Regions from separate parts of the Sus scrofa genome. Here region 1 is linked to region 2. The links are chromatin contacts, called in public HiChIP or PLAC-seq maps. All regions are on one chromosome and are shown on one strand. The core of a region is the stretch at or near the end of the contact, and the rest is flanking DNA. Distances in the headings are between cores, read along the strand shown. Region 1 overlaps ARHGEF7 (rho guanine nucleotide exchange factor 7). Region 2 overlaps ANKRD10 (ankyrin repeat domain 10).

Region 1 (3,440 bases), core at 703-3,202, 140 kb after region 2:
TTCCCCAGCGATGCTGGTCCGTCCACACAGGGTGCATGAGCACCTTCCCTGAGCCTTGTCCCGAGGCGGCACAGGCGCAGGTGTCTGCTGGAAGCCCTGCGGAGTGTTGGGTAGCACCTGCCGGCAGTACGCGGAACTGGGATTACAGGGCCGTGGCTGCAGCTCCTGCAGGAGGGACAGTGACGCGGGGTTGAGCCTCAGACAGGAGGAGACCCTGCGGTCGGCCGGGTGGGCAGACCCCTGGGCGGGCAGAGGGCCTGCCAGGCTTCCTGCTTGGCCCCCAGGCTTCTCGGGGTGGTTTGTGGAGTCGAACCACCAAAGCCCTAGGTGCGGTGAGTTGTCCTAAATAGGAATTAAAGGGGAATGGTGGCATTCGGGGTCCTGACTGCATAGGGGTTTGTGGTGACCCGGAACCTCGAGGGCAGAGTTCTGGTGCTTTCTTGGAGATCACAACAGGCTTGAAGGGAGGGACGCCTGTGCGGCGCTCAGATCTACCCGACCAGGTAGAGAGCTCAGGCCGGAGAGCAGGCCAGCGGTCACATTGTAGTCCCACCGTGTCCCTGCGCTCACGCTCGCAAGCGCATTAACTGGTACTGGGGTCGAAGTGAGTGCACAGTGTACATAGACTGGCAAGTAGACATTAAATGGAGAAAGGCACTAGATTTTATGGCATGCAAGTACTGGGCCTAGTTTTTTAAAAAAACAAACATGTTCTCAATGAAAATACTTGGTCATCAGCTTAATTTTTTGGCTTTATTTATTTGTAAATAAATGCAAATACTTTCTCGTTTCTCACCGTGACAGCTAATTCTTACAGTCTTGAAGCCAGCCGCCGGTTGCTGGCCCTCCAGCTCCCCCTGTCTGGCATCTGTTTCCTTTTCAGCGTCCGGGGCTTTTGGCTGCGCTGGGCGGGCGGGGCAGGGAGTGTGCCTGCTGCATCTCGTGTAGGGTGGCAGGTCACCGTCCCTCTGCTGTCTGCCGGGCGCTCGTTCTGGTTCCTCCTTGTGAATGGAGCCCGCTGGCTGGCCTGACCGCGGAGCTCGCGGGTGGCGGGAGGCTGGCCGGCTGCCCTCAGGTGCAGGTGCGGCCAGGGACAGGCCGGGAGCCGTGGGGACGGACCCCGGCCCCCATTTCCTCGCCCTCTACCCGAGGGGAGCGTTCAGGCTCTGAGGTGGAGTTGGAGCTCTTGGGTTTCACTCGGGTACAGTTGTCCCTCCTGTTCTCTCCGGGCCGGTTCTGTGGGCCTGGCAGCACCTCGTTTGTCACTTAGGCCAGGAAGCCAGCACAGGCAGCGGACTTTGCCTGAGTGCTTGGCGTCTCCTGGAGGACGTGCTGTGCCCTGTGGTTCCCTGGGGCTGGCGGGCCCTCCACGGGGCTGCCCGGGCTCCTTCCCAGGGCTGTCGAGAGCACCTCCTGGTCATGAGGCCCCAGGAATCCCGAGCCTCCGCCGCGGTGCTCGTGGGCCCCTGCTCCCGCCTGGCACTGCAGTGGATTCGTTCTTCAGGACTGTCTTTCCACGCTGCCCCTCCTGTCATTTCAGCAGGATCAGGGGAGGGATGGCAGGCGACATGTCTGCATTTTATCGTCGTGAAGCCTTCTCAAAGTTTGAGTTTGTAACCACTTGGTTTGAGTGTGAAAATTCACGCGATGTACTCGTCGAAACGTCGGCACCGTGACTGATGGTCAGCATCTGCCCAGATCCCTCCTCGGTCTGGTGCCCGTGTGGCTGCTTTTGAAGGGCCCGTCTCACTGTCCCTGGGAGACGGGACCAGGAGGCTGTCACAGGCCGGTGGGGTGCTGCATCTGTGCTGGGTGTGTCTGCGAACCAGCCCTGCTCCTCCGGCGCTGCCCCCTGACCCCTGTGTGGCGGGGGGAGCAGCAGTGACTGCTCGGACTCAATCCTTTGTCATCTGGAACCTGTCACGCTGTCCTTTGCAGCCTTGTTTGGCTGTTTGTGAATTAGGTTGGCACAAGGTCTGCGCAGGGCCCCCGCGGCCTCAGCAGGTGCTTCATCCCTCTTCTTCCTGTCCTCATGGCGCTTTGGCGTCCCTGGCCAGATTTCTGTTTGGGGCAGTGGCTCCTTTACGGAGAAGGAAGGTCAGCGGCCCTTTCACTGTGTCAGCTGTCTTGCCCAGCTTCTCGGGACTTGGTTCTAATCCTCCACCCCCAGCCCTTCCTGGAAACTAACTAAAACTTGTCTTGTGTAGCTGGTCCCAGTCCTAGAATTTTGGCTGTTGATATAGTGGAAGCCACAAAATAGAATATAACTTAGCTGTCGTTTTAAACTGAGAGAAATTGGGGGCACACTGGGTGAAAGTGCTGTGTATTGATAGACTCCGTCGTCAAACTTTAATTTTATCCCTAGGGTGTGAGAGTAGGTGGGATTAAGTACCATGTCTGCAGAAGCCAAGAGAGTGAAAATTCCCTGCTGGCTCTGGTTCCCATCCCCCAGCCACGTGGACCATTTGCATTAAGCTTAAATAGCACAACTTACTTAAGATTCATTTTTACTCATCTAGTTCTAAAATCACACATTCCATTTGACACCGTGGTAGGACAAGATTGTATTTTTAAACTGAGAGCCGCACTCCAGAACTCTGCCTAAGGCAACCATTTCGTGTGCAAAAATAGCTTCTTCGTAACCTCCTCGGAGAAGCCGACCTGGCCCCTTGCATTCGGAGTGGCGTTAAGGCTGCGCGTTGAGAAAGCGCCGTGGGGCCTCGTTGCTGTAGGGCCTCTCCATCGGTCCTGGGGTGGTGGGAAGAGGACGTCGCGCACGCCTGGCCTTTTCTCTTTGGGTGCGTTGAGGGGCGTCACCAGCCGGGGATGACATTTAGGGCGAACATCTGCTTTTGTCGCGTGGGTGGGGGGGTGGGGGGTGGCTCGGCTGTGGTGGGGGTGGCGTGAAGGCTGTTGCAGCGGAGCGGGTTCCTTCGCGTCGTCTTACTGGTCCCGCTGGTCTGCACGGGCCTGGGCCTGGGCTGCCCTGCCCCCAGCACCGCGTCCCGCGCTTGTGAGCTCGGCCAGAGGCTTTTGCGTGCTGTCGCCTGGGCCTTGTCCACGTCCGCTTGCTGTGCTGCCTCTCTGGCCATGTGGTCACGACTCAGGCAGGCCAGGAGCAGCTGAGGTGGTGGTGGCCTTGGTGGCTGGGGCCGGGGGCTGGCAGTTGTGTGGCCTTATGGGGAAGGACATCCTTGAACCTTCAGCCCACACTGCGGAGAGTAGAGTCGAGAGATGGCCTGAAGCTCCTGTCGCCGGGCTGGTGGTTCTTGCCTTTCTTCTTTCACAGCGGCACCCGAGGCCTGCGGAAGTTCCCGGGCCAGGCGCCGAACCCAGCTGCAGCTGCAGCAAGGCCGGATCCTGCAGCCCTGCACCGGGCCAGGCCCTAACCCGGGCCTCCACAGCGACCCGAGTCACCGCTGGCCCAGTCTTAACGCACA
Region 2 (3,755 bases), core at 224-2,723:
GAAAAAGTCTTAATAAAAGAGAAACTCGTATTCTCAATGATTAGTATGTGGAAGAAACAGAGGAGTGATCTGTGTGTCCGAGAAAGACCAGACGTGCACAGGTATGAGGCCCAAGACACCCCCCAACAGGGACGCTTTAAACCGGAGGCAACAATCTAAGGACGTCGGTCTCTGGCGACGTTTCTCTTCATCCTCCACAGGCCCCAAATCAGGGACAGGTGAGGCCCCATCCTCACCACGAAAGAAGGCACTTCCGAGAAGGCAGGGGTCAAGAGGCCGCCTTTGAAAAGGGGGAGGGAGGGAGGGCCCAGGAACCCGCTGATAAGCCCTCTCAGCCAGGCCCAAGGCCGCACGGGCCACGCCTCCTTCCTCCTGCCCCGCGGCACCAGAGGGGCTAAATCGGTGCACTGAGAACCAGGGGAGCTTCTTGGGGCAAAGCCACAAACTCTCGACAGAAAAGACAGCCCTGGGGCTGCAAGCACAGAGAGCTCTATGCATCCATGCTCTCGATGCCTGGTTTTGGTTTGGAACTGAGGGCCAGGGTTCTTTGGGGAGAGTGATATTCAGGTTAGAGCTGCAATTTCAGACCCCTGAAGAGCAAGTTTTTAAAAAGGTGCCATGGAGTTCCCATTGTGGCTCAGTGGTTAATGAATGAGACTATAGGAACCATGAGGTTGCAGGTTCAATCTCTGGCCTCGCTCAGGGAGTTAAGGATCTGGTGTTGCCATGAGCTGTGGTGTAGTTGCAGATGCAGCTCAGATCCCAAGTTGCTGTGGCTCTGGTGTAGGCCGTCGGCTACAGCTCCAATTCGACTCCTAGCCTGGGAATCTCCATATGCCGCAGGTGTGGCCCTAAAAAGAAAAGAAAACAAAACAAAACCATGCCAAACCATGATGCCCTCCCTCCTCCCCCCAAACCCAACAAAACTGGCTTCATAAAAGCAGGGACTTTGTCTCCTGGCTCCCTCCAGCCGTGCCCAGCAGCGTTTCATCAATGAGTGAAGTCCAGGCTCTAGCCGCAAAGGGCACACACACAGAAAGCAACGACGACTAAAAATAACTCACCACCTCAGATGAGACCAGCTCCAAAATGAAGCTGGACATGAGGGTGGACCCGCCGCTAGGGGGCCCGAAGAGCTGGTGGCAGAGCCTTTGGGGACGTTTAAAACAAAGGGAAAGGCTCAATACCACTCTAAGGACAGAAAGTGATCCCTTACCCAGGACCTGGGGCACTAGGGGCTCAACTTGGATGCGCTTCCTTGTAGATATGTCCCTTTTTACATTCAAAAATTGTTTTATTTTAAACATTTTTAGATGTGTCTTTTGTTTATACAGTTCCTCACCAACACAAGGTAAAAATGAACAGACCAAAGGCTTTCAGATTTGAGTCGAGAAACCTTAACGGGGAGGCAGGCGCTAGGGCAGACAGCCTGGAGTTTAACCGAGCTCTCTGCAGGCTTTCCCTGCAGTCTTGGCAGCGCAGCTCCCAGAGGACCTGCCCGCCAGGGCATCCAACCACCTGGCGGCAGACCCAGCTGCCCACAGCCTTGCTTGAGCAACGCACCTGACACGGACGCCTTCATGTCACTCCTCCCAGCACCTGGAAAAGGGCTCAGACAGCTGGATGGGGACACTGAGCGTGTAACCGGACGCCCTGAAGACCGCACCACAAGCCACGAGTGAGAACTGGCTTCTCGAATCCTAAGGACAGAGGGTCTGGACTTGAATTCTCTTCCTGTCACCACAGATCGTGCACCTGCGGTGTCTGTCTCACACACCTACTGCCATCGCCAAGGAACTGTTTAAATATTCCACATTGCACCTGAGAAGGTGGCTTGTAGACATTCCAGAACATTTTTCTTCTAAAATCACCCATCTTGATTCCATTTGTTTTAGAAAAGCAGCTCTTTCCCTTCCTCCCTGTCCCAGCTGAAGAGAGAATTACTGGACACTTGTACACGTCTTGCCTTTCACTCTGGCCGCCAAGCAGGTATGGGCTGATGAGGCAAGACTCCAGGACCTGTCAGTGCATATTTGCGACAAAATCATCTAGGATTGGCTCAGAGGAAGCCCTCCCAGCTCTCCCTCCCCACAGGAGGAGTGCCGGCCAGGTGTGGCCACGGCCCAAGAAGCCCCCCCATGCCCAACCTTGGGGGACCAGGGAAGAGGCTTCATTCGGGAAAGTGCCCGGACCACACAGAAATCTGCACACGAAATTTCACTTAAAACTTGAGAACTGAATAAAGCCCCTAGTTGGTTCTGAGACTCTAAAAATAAACTATTTCTGATCAAGCTTGAAACCGCCAGAAGGGCCTTCCTTTGCCTCTGGCAGAGGTCTGCAGCTTTACAGAAACTGTGCCACCAAGGGGTCAACTGTGGAGCATGAGCCTGCCCTGCCCACAGAAAGGCAGGACTCGTACACACACACAGGGTTTTAAGTGCCGGGCACAATTACAAAGATACCTGGAGCTTATGGAAGCTGCCTCATCAGGCTTATTCTAGCTTTGCAGGCAGAGAAATCTCTTAATGGGGAAAAAGAACCCACACAGCGCCATACAGTACGGAGCTTTGGCGAGCTAACAGGTGTCACTTCCTAGTAAGACCCATGCAGTAAACATCATCTGATGTGTGATCCCTGCCAAGGACTTCCACACAGTGGATCCGAGGGAAGCCTGGGCTCCTGAGACGGACGGGTGGGCTCTCTTCCCCTGGGCCTCCTTAAGGGGCCAGTGCGGGAGGGCCTCAGTGCCGACCCACAACCAAGGACGACACCTCACACCCCTTGGCCTTCCTGCTGACCTGGGACTCTGATCACCAGGGAAACGCTGTCCCTGCGAAAGGGGACGGGGGAGGGGTCTCCTTGGGGGATTCCCTCCATCATGAACTGGAGCTGCTCTCTGCTACCACAGAGCACTTTACCCAGACGACTGGAGGTCCTGTTAAAGCCACAACCTTCCCACCACAGCGACCTTGCGAGGGACTCCTTCCTGCCAAGGTCTCAGCCGCGCAGGCCAGTGGCTGGGGAGATTCAAGAGAGCAGGTCAGTGAAGATGCCAAGGACACGGAGGAGCAGGAACACCTGTGGAAAACACCAGGGAGGGATCTGGGCTTTTGTTTAAAGGACGTGGAAGGGAAGGTGCTTCTGAGACAGAGTGCCTGGAACAGAGCGTGCTAGGGCCCAGCCCTAGCGACTCCCGCTGCACCCACCACCCAGCGCAGACGCCGAACCAGGTGCAGGAGGTTTGCTGGACTCAAGACTACAAGACAATCACTTGGTTCTCAAGTGCAGTTCATCCCGATTATACGGACAAAATGCTGTATCTTGAGGGATTAAAACAAAACAATCACTTATTATTAGAACACAATTAGGAATGTTCTCTCTGGTCAAATTTTTTTTTTTGAAAAGCAAATGTTAACCATTTACCGCAAGTCCGAGAACACTAGGGACACACCCAAAGTTCAAGTCTTCTGTAAACGTAACACACATGGAACTGAACTAAAAGGAACTACATTACGGATGCAATTCCTCTCACCTAAGGGTGTGAGTAATCAGCTAACATGTACCACTCACCAAGCTCATTAAGTCACATCCACCCCCCTCTCTCCTGGTCTTTTTAAAGCCTGGTGAACATGAGTAATTAAGATTAAAACCAGGAAATAGAGTCTTCAAGTTCATCCTGGGGAAAGTGTGCCGAGCAACTTCTTACTGCTCGTTTTAAGCTAAGTCATAACGTAGATACTGTTCCCAAAAGGTGT

What was found. HiChIP or PLAC-seq counts read pairs in DNA pulled down with a chosen protein or histone mark.
Region 1: a contact with region 2 is called in an H3K27ac HiChIP or PLAC-seq map of skeletal muscle. The contact joins two enhancer-like sites. A contact is called at or near these places in 5 of 47 Hi-C or Micro-C datasets (embryonic fibroblasts, epiblast stem cells, fetal skeletal muscle and 1 more) and 2 of 2 datasets of contacts at active chromatin or transcription factors (alveolar macrophages and skeletal muscle).

The regions. Positions count from the first base shown.
Region 1 is chr11:77,466,884-77,470,323 of Sscrofa11.1, forward strand. The region is part of intron 2 of ARHGEF7 (rho guanine nucleotide exchange factor 7); the gene reads left to right. Among named protein-coding and RNA genes, the nearest start is that of ARHGEF7, 41 kb to the left of the region's middle. Within about 2 kb of position 1,953, at least 2 of the 83 cell types and tissues checked have an H3K27ac peak or open chromatin away from gene starts, as enhancers often do. A contact at or near this core is called in skeletal muscle, where this site is marked.
Region 2 is chr11:77,329,973-77,333,727 of Sscrofa11.1, forward strand. The region is part of intron 4 of ANKRD10 (ankyrin repeat domain 10); the gene reads right to left. Among named protein-coding and RNA genes, the nearest start is that of ANKRD10, 24 kb to the right of the region's middle. Within about 2 kb of position 1,474, at least 13 of the 83 cell types and tissues checked have an H3K27ac peak or open chromatin away from gene starts, as enhancers often do. A contact at or near this core is called in skeletal muscle, where this site is marked.